3 separate regions of the Mus musculus genome follow, and regions 2 and 3 are each linked to region 1. Evidence: chromatin contacts called from public HiChIP or PLAC-seq and promoter capture Hi-C data. All regions are on one chromosome and are shown on one strand. Each heading gives the region's core, a stretch centred on a gene start, on an enhancer-like site or on the middle of the called end of the contact. The rest is flanking DNA. Distances are from core to core; before and after follow the strand shown. Region 1 holds the start of Nbn (nibrin). Region 2 holds the start of Mmp16 (matrix metallopeptidase 16). Region 3 holds the start of Pip4p2 (phosphatidylinositol-4,5-bisphosphate 4-phosphatase 2).

Region 1 (4,316 bases), core at 496-2,995:
GCAAAGGGCAACAACCGGATATCCAAGAAGATCCAGTATTGATAGTATAGCAGGAGACAGAGGACTCAAACCAGACCAACTCATAGCAATGAACATTTGCAAGGAAAGCTGTTCGGCCAAGAGGGTATATATACTACATGACACACTGAAGTTTTCAGGGTGAGATTTTGTTTTGTTTTCTTTTGTGAGGGGAAGGTTGCAAGGGCAGAGGGTGGAGGGTGGATATGGAGGGATGAGGAGATGAGCTGTTGAAGTGCATGGTATGAAACTCCCAAAGAATCAATAAAACGCTAAAATAAAGTTGTAAATCAGCAACTGGTGGAGTAATAGCAGACATGTGGGTGACCTGCGGAATTTGGAGACATGGGCTTCTATTACACTTGGAAGAGTAATTATCACAATTAGACAAACAGGAAGAGTCCAGCAGATCCCTGGCATCCTTCTGAACCGTTTGAGTTAAGTACTGTCAATGAGATTTCTGTTTGCTTTATTTCATTTTTGAGAGGAAGTCTCACTACGCTGCCTAACTAAGCTGTCCTCAAACTCAACGTCCACCAGCCTCGGCTTCTCAGGAGCTGGGATTACAGGCAGGAACTATCACACTCAGTTTAGCAGAGAGGAACTTGAACGGTTTCAAGGTAGATACATAAATATTCTGTGAGTTTCTACTGTAACCACCTTACTTGAAAACTAATCCCTTAGCGTCTGATTCCGAAATGCATCTCTGATATTGGTTCTAGAAGCATATTTTATTCTGCTATCATGTTAATAAAGTGCTACCCAGGTGAGTACTGAACTACAGCCTAAAAGCACATGAGAGGCGCTCATGTAGCTCGCAGGCTTCAAACTTAGGTAGTTGATAACTTTTAACTCCGGATCCTCCTTCCTCCACCTCCCAAGTGCTGGGATGCCTGCGCCACCACCTCTAGAAAATTTCTATTTTACAGACACTCATAGACTTAGCTAGGCTCAAGGCTAATTATTCAGAGTCCTCTAAGTTGCGTTCTATCCTTGCAGTGCCCCAACCCACATAGATAATCTTTCAGACTTTATCCTTCCCCTTATACTGTTAGTAAACTGCATCTTCTTAAAGTTCCCCGCAAACAAGATAGAGTCGCAGGCAAGTGCATAATCTCCCATCACCAGTGACTAAATAAGGAGACAACCACTTAACACGTGATAACTTTCACTGCGTAAAAAAATGTGTGGGCGGAGGACTCTTCCCCGAGGGGAAATTCTGAAAACTTTAAAGCGGCCCCGTGGTGTCGCGTGATTTCTCCTAACTACGCTCCGGTCTGCGTGCGTCCCCAGCCTTGGCTGGGCGCCTGGGCAACTCCGCGTGGTTCTTCCCCTCGGTTCGCAGCCTAGCTGGAGCCGGTCTAACCTGGGCACGCACACCCCAACGCCCGAAGTACGGTGGGCTGCCATCCCGGTTCCCACCACCCAGCTTCCGTGTCCAGTCAGCCCCGGCCGCCTAGGCGTCCGCCGGAAGGCGAGAAGGACGGACCGGAAGCGCAGGCGCGCTCTACTGCTTCCCAGCCCCCACCGCCCCGCGGCCGCTCCCGGGAAAGAACTCCCCGCCGCCTCCTTAACGCGCCTACCTGGAGCCGCACCGGCGGCCGGGAGCAGCTTCCACATGGGGCCGGCGTCTCAGAACCCCGCGACGTGCGACGCCAACCGCAGCTGCCCAGCCTGCGCGGTCACCGGGCTGCACCGGCGCGGGCTCCGGGACGTGCGCGTTCCCAGGACTCTGACAAGTTCTTCGGAAAGGCGGGAACCGGCCAGAGCGCGCCGCTGACGGGGGCGCCACCTAGTGCTGAAGATGCAGCAGTGCAGCGCGGAAAGCGTCCTGGCAGGAATGTGATGGACCGAACTGGACGCTTTAATCAATGAACTGTGATGTTTAAAAAGCTCGGAAGTAATGTGGATTTTAAACTAGATGTATCAAAGTGCTGTTGAGTGTATTATTTTCTGTATTTTCAAAAGTTACATCATGTGTAGTATCAGTCAAGATGAAGATTTCATGTCAAAATATGTTTAATCTTTTCCACTGTATCCTGAGTGTATTATACCAGAACCATGTTTACATCTTTATACAATGTCAGGATTTACTGAATAACAATAAGTCCACAAGCTTTTTGCCAAGTAGTCCCAATTTCCCTTAATAGTTGACCACTGGCAAACAGTTTTTTTTTAAAGATTTATTTATTTATTATATGTAAGTACACTGTAGCTGTCTTCAGACACTTAAGAAGAGGACATAACAGATGGTTATGAGCCACCATGTGGTTGCTGGGATTTGAACTCATGACCTCTGGAAGAGCTGTCAGTGCTCTTAACCGCTGAGCCATCCATCTCCCCCCACTTTTAATTATGTATTTATTTTATGTATATGAGTACACTGTAGCTGTCTTCAGCCACACCAGAAGAGGGCATCGAATCCCATTACAGATGGTTGTGAGCCGCCATGTGGTTGCTGGGAATTGAACTCAGGACCTTTAGAAGAGCAGTTAATGCTCTTCACCACTGAGCCATTTCTCCAGCACTGACAAATGGGTTTTTTAATCCAGTTGTAATATTAATAAATCATACATTAAGGGTGTGTGTCCATTAAAGAATGACTTCAACTTCTGGGTGTGGTGATGCACACCTTTAATCCCAGCATTCGGAAGGCAGAGGCAGGTGAGTCTCTGAGTTCAAGGCCACCCTGGTCTACACAGAGAAATCCTATCCAAAAAAAAAAAAAAGAATGACTGCAATAGAGTTACAGAAACACAGCAAGAGACATCAAAGGATCTGGGAAGCTAAAGTATGGAGCTGAAACAGCTACAAGCAGAGTAGATGAGCTCTTACAGAGCATGAATGCATCATTGTTTTGATTGTCAGCACAGAAATCTTCCCACATAGTTGTAATTAACTGTTAGATTACATGTGATATATAGGAAAATGTAAGTGATATTTAAACAGTTGTCTGGTTCTATTGTTTAAAGAAAAATAATCTATACATGTTCTGCAGAAATACTTTTAAAATAGTATTTTTGGTCTGTGTTTGCTAGAATCTGGAAACACATAGAATCTAACACTTAGTGGACAATCAACCATTTACGCTAAGGGACCTCTTCCTTTATATGCAACATAGAGAGCTGAGCTTGAAAATTAAGCTTGCTGTTGTTTTGTTTTGTTGGGAGAGTCTCATTATGTAGCCATGGTTTGCCTGGAACTCTATGTAGACCAGGCTGACCTTGAACTAATAGAGATGTGCCTGCCTCTGCCTCCCAAGCACTAGGATTAAAGGTGTGTGCCACCAGGCCCAGCTCAGTTGCTAAGCTTCTTATTCTTAATTGTGCCTATACTGCAATGCTGTGAGGCACTGAAGACTCATTTCAACCACTTTCCTCACCCCAGAAGATATGAGCCTTGATTTAATCCAAATCAAAAATGTCCACAAGGTACTGCATATTGGCTTTTATAAAGCTAACACAGAATTAACCAGTACTTCAGGAACTTCTAAACAACACTCAATCAGGACAGTTGAAGTTCCATTTCAACTCTGTTCAAAAACAAAAAGAACCACGCAACAAAAATCTAAGGTCGTTTGTTTACTTTCTTGTTCAACTTACTAGTGGATTACAACATGGGAGACCATGAAAAAAAGACATGATATTACAACCACACTGTCAGTTCCTGTCACGTCATTCTGGCCTAGCAACCATTCTCCACAGGCAGGACAACGGTGAGCATTTCCTGTCTACTTCTAGGTCACGGCATGTTCTAAGTGCTTTAAACTTATTGGGAGGTAAAGCAAACTTGAGGTGAGTTCTACTCTGAGGAGGCAGGTAACTGACATAGATGTTCTCACTTCACAAAGAACAAAAGATACTATATTCTTAAGTCAAATATGAGTGATCATCACCTCCACATATATATGCACACAGGTTGTTCTAAGTACCCCGTTCCCACACGGACATAGTTTCCTGAAGCTTTTATAGTTACAGAACAGAAGAAAGCCCTAAATCAATATTCCTTGGTGAAAATTCCAGGTAAGCAGGTTACAGCAAAGGAGAGAGAGAGGGGGGTATAATACATTGCCAGGAGCCTTGGCTTTGTGGAAAGTTTCTAGCTTACATAAACAATCCTGAGAGACCAGTCATGGTTCTAACAGTAAGAATGTTTGTGGGTAAAGAGGACTCTGTGACTGTTGGTTCCAGGAGCAGAAGATGGCCACCTGACCTCCAGGGAGCCCCCGGGCTCTTCTCCCCTCCCTTGGAGCCTCCTCTTGCTTATGCTTATATTGCCACTCCTGAATAAAGTTTTTC
Region 2 (4,316 bases), core at 780-3,279, 1.9 Mb before region 1:
GAACTAGTCATTCCTCTATTGCAATTAAATTATCTACTCATTTAAATGTTAGTACACAATCCATAATGACAGCTAATTCCAAAAGTTCAACTTTGTCATCCAGAAAAGTCTGGACCTTCAGCTGCTTTCCATTGCTGCTTTTATGTAAAAAAAAAAAAAATCCATTGTGTGGTTTTCAAATTGTGGTTTCTTTAAAACATATCCCTACTTAACATCTGCAAACTTCCTTAATTCCTGTGATGTTGGCTTTTACTTTTTCAAATACGTTGCTTCTGCCCCGTTATATGGAGTCCAAAGTACAGTCCATAGAAGACTCTACCTCCACACCTGGCACTTATTATGAACACTTTGCTTATAAATTGGTTCCATGAAGCATGTTCAAACCGTGTGCAACAGGTCCAACTATTGTGTAAACAGGAGCTCCTAACACAATAGGAACAAGAGCCAGTTCTTTGCAACCGCAAAGAACCACACCAATCGGTGCTAATTCACTGGTAATTCTTTTTGAGATATATAAAGCTGTGATAACTACGGGAAGTTTGTGTTACCCAGACCCTCCCACACCCCCCACCTTAAGTGCAATTTTAGTGTAAGGAACTGTGCAACAAAAAGCCCAGGTGTGCACAGCTTTTCTCGACTCACTGCACATGACCAGCTTTAGAGCTCAGTTGATGACAGGAAGAGCACTTTCACGAAGGTCTGACAAGTCCTTCTCCTTAAGTTGCCCACTGCTGTTGCTATATGCTCCCAAAGGCACCACAGGAAAACAAATGGCAACCAAAGATGTCTAGGCTTTGTCATGTCAGTGTGAAATCAAATTTAAAACACAACTCCAAACTATTAGAAGGGGCCACATTTATTTCCAGTCTCTTGGGAAGAGAGAGAGAGAGTAGGCTCTTAGAGGAGATAGATTTCATGTGCTCTGTACAGTTAGATCTAGTTACAGCGTATTAAGTTAGGTCTAATAGAAAGACACTGTCTGCTTGAGTGTTTTATCACAAAGTGATGTTATTAAGCATATCAAGTATTCCCATACTCTCCTTGGATTCTTTGATTTTTACCTCCCTTTGTTAGACACAGACCACAAGGAGAAATATTGCAGGAACAATACCCAGGCACATGATGCCAACCATCAATGTGGTTTCCCTAGCTATGTATGCAGCATAAACTCAAGCTTTCTTATAAAACTACACATTTGCTCTACATAGAGCTTTGCCTCTTTCCTGGCTAAGCAGCACCGGTCTGCTACAATGTGTCTCTGAGCGTGCAGCATGGTGCTTTGTGCAGCTGGGGATAACGGATTGTTGGTCTCCAGGCATCCATCACTTAGAACCCTGGCAAACTCAACAAGGGTTTTGGTTGCTGACTGGAAAGAGAAACAATGTGCTTTGAGCCTCAAGGATCCAAGAAGTGAAGGAAAGGTTCCAGGGAGCAGCCGAGCAAGAGGATGGAAGCATGGTACTCTTACCTCCACATTGAAATACTGCTCCGTTCCGCAGACTGTAGCACATAAAATCCAAAGCAAGGTTTGCAAGAAAAACACACCCGAACGATGCACGAAATCCAACCTTCTTCCAGAGCTGAATGCGAGTAAGATCATAGTGAACTGTGCCTCAACGGATGGACGAGCTCCCCTGCGTTTTCTCCCTCTTTCCGAATGTCCACTCCCTGTTTCCTTTTAAAAAGAAAAAAAAAAAAAATCCAGTCCTGGGGTGGGTAAAAGCTTGCAGGTTCACCCACCCGTCCAGGGATGGGGATGGGCGCCAGGCTCGGCAGCCGGGGAGAAACAGAGGAAAGGCAGGGTCAGCGGCGGCAAGTGTTCACCATCCTCACCCGGCCGTCGCCCGGAACGTGGCGCCCAAGTTCACCCGCGGTTCCGATTCCCAGCGCCGCCGAGTCGCAGCCGCCGCCTCCAGCCCGTGCGTCCTCCGCCTTCTCCACCTCCTACGCCGCCGGTGCCCCCAGTTTCTGCGGGAAGGGCCTCAGCCGCTCCCAGCTCACTGCCTCCACTGCTCCTTCCCTCCTCTCTGCTCCCCTCCAGAATGTTCATCGGTAATCTACATAACTCCTCCTTCCCGGGGTCTGCGGGGATCTTGGGGGCCCCGCGCGCACACACACTCAAACCACACACGCGCGCGCACGCGCTCGGCCATACACACACACACACACACACACACACACACACACACACACACACACACACACACACACATACTCACTCACCCGAAACACACGCAGGCGCGCTTCTTAAAGGAGAAGACTCAAGGATGCCTTTTAGATACTGGTACACTGGATTGGGTACCGGGCCCTTGCGAAAGGCCCTAGTTCGTGACGAACTCTTCTTTTTCCCTATTACCTGTCCCTCATCTAGATGTCTGGTACCTAGCACTAGAGAAAATCGATTCTTGCTACACCTCTCTTGCCCCTTGCCCAGGCATCTAAAAACAAGTGCGCCCCTCCCCAACCAGAACTTGGGTGGGGCTTGGGCTGTGGACCCGTGTGGAAGCTGAGGAGCAGTCTGGGCCTGGTCCTGAAGGGTATTCAGCATCTTAGTTAAAGATGTTCAAAAAGATCCCTAGTGCTGGAAATCAGGAGTACACCCAGGTTCCTGTGTGGTGCTTGGTAGTCTGGGTCAGTTATCCAGACTCACCAAGTTTGTAAGACCGAGATGGCAAATTTCTGCCATCAAAAACTTTGTTAGGGTCCCTTAAGTCTGTGGCCTCCTGTCTCCCAGGAGAAACATTATACAGAAACATTATAGGCTCAGGAAATAGGCACAGGTTTTTGGTAGGAGACCAGTCAAAGCCAGAATGAAACTACCCTCATCAAATGAGTGGTAAACACTCATCAAAATGCAGGGGTTCCAAAGATGTGGTCTTTACTACATCTGAGAAAAAAGGTTGAGTCACTGGAGAGAAGACAGCAGTAGAACATGGATAGAAGCTGAGGAAAGTGGGAGCACTCACCACCTCAAAGGTGGTAATGGGGATTATGAATGTGAACAGCTGACATGGGCAGCATGCTGGGGGCAAATTAGAGAGGCCTGGGGGTCTGAAGGGAATCCAGAGCCCAGAGAACTGCAGGAGCTAGCTGGAGACTGCTGGTATGCCAGGCTGGCAAACAAAACCAGAGAACTTCAGAAGAGGGTGCAAAAATGGAGCTGAACAGAAGCAGTGTGAGGAGGTGGACAGGGGAGGCAGCAAACACCAGCCCTTGGCAGGTGACTTCTGGCTGGAGAGAAAGGGGGAAGGGAGTAGGGCAGGCATCTGTCTGGGGGCCTGGCCAATAAATGTGCTTCTCCTTGGCAGCCAGTAGAGGGGAAGAGAGGAGCCCACAGGAGGGAAAAGCAGCCAAAGCAAAGGCCAGCATTGTTCCAGGTACCTGACAGCTGCCTAGGCAAAATGGGAAAGAGAACTGACAAGATGTATTTCATGGTCAGTCAGTAAAGCAAGAAGTAGAACACAGGAGGTCACATTTAGTAAACAGATGGAAAATGTTGGGAAAAAAATAGCTTTCCAAACATTGCATTCAACAGTAATAATTTGTATATGAAATTTGGAGAGTGGAGGAGGGGCTGAAGACTAGAAGTTTCTTGTTACTGCTTTGCTAAAACCTGTGGAGCATGTACCCAGCATCTTGAGTTGAGCTCAGGGAGCCCTTTCTAACAATCTGCCATGGTGTGTATGTGTGTGTGAGTGTGTGAGTGTGTGTGTGTGTGTGTGTGTGTGTGTGTGTGTGTGTGTGTGTGTGTGTGTGTGTGTGAATATTTGTGTGTGTGTGTGTGTGTGTGTGTGTGTGTGTTTATTTGGGTGGTGAAGACATATTAAGAAGCTAGGCCACATACTGGAACCAGTTAAATTTGCTTAATATTTCCCATCATAGTATTTCATTGAATTTTCACAATATCTATGATCTTGTATATATTGTTGGGACTTGCTTGCCTCTGGTCAAGCTGAAAGAAAATCCTAGAACTGTAAGTTCATGAGAGAATCTTTCAAGGTATTAGAGTGGTTTGCAATAGAGATGGGTTCTTGGTATTCTCCTTTGCCATTTCAATGACATTGTTGACATGGCATGTGCACATTCATGTTCACATACACACACACACAAACATTTTTGTATGCCACTATATCTAACAAGATGCAAATTTGGACAGCTTTAAAACATTTCTTAGTCATATAGGTGCTGTGGAAACACTGATACACATTTCCAAAAGAAATATTTGTGGAAAGAACTCTAATTTGTGAAGGACTTGCTAAATGAGCCAGAATATTAGAGGACAGTTATCAAGGAAGTGGAGGAGAGGGTGAGGGATT
Region 3 (4,316 bases), core at 1,163-3,662, 1.1 Mb after region 1:
AACAAAAACAAAACAAAACAAAACAAAAGCATCTGAACTGAATCACTCTGGAATTTATTCTTTCTCTCCACTACCTGAGCTCCATAAAGGCCCAGTTTTAGTCAGCCTGACTCAGAGAAGTGTAGCATGTGACATACTGTGAGGGCCCATAAAGTTCCTGAATGAATGAATGAATGAATGAATGAATGGGACAGTGTCCAAGATTTAGAACGTGTGTATTACTCAAATAGTTGTTAGTAATCAAGAAAAGATACTGTCATCATGCGAATAAAATGACTTTGCTTGGGCTGGTGAAATGGCTCAGTGGGTAAGAGCACCCAAATGCTCTTCCGAAGGTCCAAAGTTCAAATCCCAGCAACCACATGGTGGCTCACAACCATCTGTAACATGATCTGACGCCCTCTTCTGGAGTGTCTGAAGACAGCTACAGTGTACTTACATATAATAAATAAATAAATCTTAAAAAAAATGACTTTGCTTCTCATTTACGTTTCTTCCTTCATAGATGTTATCCCATATATTAGTGTTTTAAATATCTCCATCGTTTCCAAAAAAAAAATTATTGTACTCTTAGGCCAAAGGAGTTAAAAGATCTTTAAGTTAAGAGATCTTTAGAGTAAAATGACTTCTTTTCAGTGCTTGATTGGAAATGCCACTCTCTTTGTAGTTTGAGGAATCTGATCAAATTAAGGAAATCTATAGAGAACAATGAAGTCTATGCAGGTCCATATATATATATACATATATATATGTGTGTGTGTGTGTGTGTGTTTGTCCTAAACACAGATTGACTAAAATAAGGAAAAGGTATTTCCATTACTTCAGTCCAAACTCAGTCCCTTAATAAATCATCAATTTTATTCCATAGACAAAAATTAATAAAACTGAAACACTCATTCAGGAACCTGTGACTAAGGATTAGATAGTACAATATTAATATCAAATGGCCAGTAAGGGAAATCCCCCGACTTCTGGCCAACAAGGGTCACTTGTACGTTTTCTGTGTGTCAGTTCCCTTGGACTTTGCCCCTTTCCTCTCAGGCTGTCAATCACTCTGAATTACTCCCAGCTAACCACAGTTTTCCTTTGTTCTGCTTCTGTTTATAGATTGAGACCCAGAATGTTGATTTTCAAGTTATAAAATGTTAAAAAGAAATGTTAAATGCCAGACAACTTCAACCTGTTGTAGTGTTTCCCGCCCCCCCCCGCGCCCCCCCCTGCCCCATTTCAGACATGAACTTAGAAGTTGTGTTACAAGACACGTGACCTGCTTATATTCCCAAAACACTATTAACTTTGGCCTCCTTGGGTTTTAAACTTCATTCACATCCAGCCAAAAGAGCAAGATGAAGTAAGGTACGCTTGCACGTGCCATATTTAATGATCTCTGTAAGGCTTGCCTTCCAGACTACCGTAGTAAACACTCCCAAAGACTTTGAACAAAGACAGTGCTTGAATAAATCGAATCCTTTGGTAAAGAGACTTCTCCTTCACCACACCATTTCTCCAAATCCCTTTTTAATTCTACACTGAAAAACAAAACTAAAAATATATACGGTATAAACTTGGGGAACTTTTTAGAAGTTAATTTCAACCTCACCCAGACATGCATTTAAAAAATTCCTCCTTCCTAACGGAAGGCTCTTCATTCACCACTGAAGCTATGAAACACACTCCTTACAGGCAGCAATGCCCGTAGCTTAGGAATTTCGGACATATTAGGGATAAACTCTGTTGCTTCTGGTTAGGCAGTTCCCTGCTTGCACTCCGGGGCCGAGTGTAAGGGACTAAGATGTTTCCTGCTGAAGTCCTCTCAAGGGCAGATGCCAGGGTGAGCAGTGCCCCGTGTTTTTCAGCAACCGAAAGCACTTGTGAATGACTGAAGGATCTGCACCACCGCCCAGCTGCACTTAGGGGCTGCTTTGGAAACAGCAGCTCGGAGCTTGGGAAAATTCATGTCCGATCCTGAAGCTGGGAAGGAAGTGTTCAAGCACACACTCCACACCACAAGCAGCAGCAGCGAAGCCCTGCAGACAGGCTTTCGGGTAGGCAGGCAGAGCCTGGGAAGGCATCCTTTTCCCCCAGCCCAAGGGAGAAGCTCTCCTCCGCCTCCGCGCTAGAGCTCCCCGGCATTCATCCTTCCATCCTTCCAGACGTTTCTGCGAGAAGCAGAAAGGTCTATGCCGGCCTTACCTCTGGGGCTGCTTTCCTGCAAGTACGGCGGGGCTGTGGGAGTGACATTTCCCGAATGGGATGCTGACAGCAGAGGCGAACGTTCGTCCACCCCGTCAGCAGCCATGACTGCAGCGACAGCGCGGCGGGCCGCGGGTTGAGCTGGGCTGCGGCTAGGGAGGAGGTGGTGGCCAGCAATGCCGCCGCGCCGCCGCTACGGCCTCCGGGAGGGCCCAGGATGTGTCACAAGGCAGGAGGCGGGGGAGGGGAGGGTGCGGGACCGCGAGGCCGGGGGAAGGGAAGCACGCCGGGAGGCATGCTGGGGGAGGGGACTGGAGAGGAAAGAAAGAGCCCGGGAGGAGGAGGAGGAGGAGGAGGAGAAGGAGGAGGGAGGGAAGAAGTGTGGAGGGAAAGCCAGCCAGTCTGAGAAAAGGGGAGACGGGAGGACTGATTAGGAAGTGGGGGAGGGGAAGAGATCAAGTAAGCAAGAGGAGGGGCAAAGGGAAAGAGAGGGTGAGGAATCTTTTAAACTAAGGGAACCGAGGATAAAGAGCAGCTTTGAGAGGCACTGAAAGGCCTGTACTGGATTACGGGCAAAACCAGAGCAATCAAGTTCAGCTCCTCCAGGAAGTAGGAGAGTCTAACTTGTCTGGTAAACTTTGCAGCTGGGTGAAGAAAACTTATTTCTTGGGTTATCATTTTCTTCGGAGAGGTTTCTTCTTTGTTATGAACCATAGCTGAGAATCTGTTGTCTGAGAAATGTTGGTGCCTGCGCATTAGGCTTTCCTCTTTTCCTTGATTTTTTTTTTTAGGAATAAGAGTGCTGACATTTGATTTTTGGCACTTTAAGCATAAGTGTTAACTTTTACAACTTCCGTTTTACAAAATAGACTGTCATTTTAGTTTTTGTAGAATAATGGGGCTTTTTTGTATAATGTAAAAATTAAACCTTTTTCCTACAAAAGATTTTTCTTTTTTTAAAAAAAGGTCATTGTACTGAAGAGCTAGCACACTGATTAAGGTGCTCACTGATCTTGCTTAGGTCACAAAAGCCAGTTCTCAGCACCCACATTTCGTGGCTCACAAACCACCTGTAACTCTAGTAAAAGGAATCCAATACCTTCATCAGGCCTACATCAACACACACACTCACACACACAGTTTTTTTAATAAATGTTTTTAAATACTCAACAGACTTATTGTCTTATTTTCTATTTACATTTTTGTTACCCTTTTTTGATGTTTTGTCATTTGATTCCAATGCGATTTACATTTTTTAAAAAAACAACAGAAACAAACCAAAGTTTAGAACACATCCAAATAAAAATGCAATCAGAATAATAGCTTTCCTGCTGAGGTTCTTCTGAGTGACTTCGGAAGAATTATTTACTCACCTTCCAGGTGTCCCCAAGTATCTAGGGTGTGGTCTCCATGCTCAAGGTGGCTGAAAAGTCCCACAGTGAAATAGCTGTACCGGAGATTGGGAGTTGCCCCTTACATTTCAGTCCGTATAAACAGCAGACATTCGAAACTACTCAAATCACATTTAGGATCCTCAAGTTGCTCTCTGAAGACATACTCTTTCTTCCTGAATCTATAAAGTACCAACTGGAAACCCTAAGGGAAGGTAAAGAACAATGTTTTCTTTCATGTAGCATCTTTGGGCGGCCAATAACAGGAAGATACAATGCAATATAAAGATCTTATTATGGTGTGACCCCTATGAGAACTTAGATGGGTCTCCAGTAGACTGGGGTTTGAAAACTCACGATGTGTCACTCCCAGCAAAAAAAAAAAAAAAAAAAAAAAAAAAAAGAGCTTATCCGTTGAAGAATGAGTACCAGTACCTCACAGTAAAGATCGCTGAGTTGAAGAAAATTACAAAACCAATTCACAGAACCCTGCTTTTACCCTAGTCATGTTTTGGATTGTCCTGCAAAGGCTTGTATGTAAAAGACTGGTTCCCCGCAGAAACAGTACTGGGAGGGGTTGTCAAAGGTTAAGAGGAAGAGCCTTTGGGTGATCAAAGGTGTACACCCTTAAAAGAAAATGCGTTGCTGTCTTGTATCCCATACGTCTCCACACTTTGCTTGCTCTGTGATGAGAGGCCGAGTTACTCCCACCGTTGATTTTCTCTTTGCCAT

The links. Promoter capture Hi-C pulls out the DNA fragments that hold promoters and counts their contacts. HiChIP or PLAC-seq counts read pairs in DNA pulled down with a chosen protein or histone mark.
Region 2: a contact with region 1 is called in a promoter capture Hi-C map of cranial neural crest. The contact joins the promoter of Mmp16 here to the promoter of Nbn in region 1. A contact is called at or near these places in 2 of 39 promoter capture datasets (cranial neural crest and hippocampal neurons) and 1 of 115 datasets of contacts at active chromatin or transcription factors (astrocytes).
Region 3: an H3K27ac HiChIP or PLAC-seq map of extraembryonic endoderm stem cells shows a contact between it and region 1, with 6 times the contacts expected there. The contact joins the promoter of Pip4p2 here to the promoter of Nbn in region 1. A contact is called at or near these places in 8 of 39 promoter capture datasets (the 3T3-L1 cell line, the C10 cell line, frontonasal cranial neural crest and 3 more) and 5 of 115 datasets of contacts at active chromatin or transcription factors (astrocytes, extraembryonic endoderm stem cells, pancreatic cancer cells and 2 more).

Annotation. Positions count from the first base shown.
Region 1 is chr4:15,955,396-15,959,711 of GRCm38.p6, reverse strand. It overlaps Nbn (nibrin), which reads right to left and starts at 1,745. Exons shown (of 16, transcript NM_013752.3): 1 at 1,602-1,745. The coding sequence starts at 1,638.
Region 2 is chr4:17,851,005-17,855,320 of GRCm38.p6, reverse strand. It overlaps Mmp16 (matrix metallopeptidase 16), which reads right to left and starts at 2,029. Exons shown (of 11, transcript NM_001379519.1): 1 at 1,834-2,029; 2 at 1,469-1,675. The coding sequence starts at 1,600.
Region 3 is chr4:14,862,315-14,866,630 of GRCm38.p6, reverse strand. Pip4p2 (phosphatidylinositol-4,5-bisphosphate 4-phosphatase 2) reads right to left here and starts at 2,412. Exons shown (of 7, transcript NM_028264.4): 1 at 2,194-2,412. The coding sequence starts at 2,299.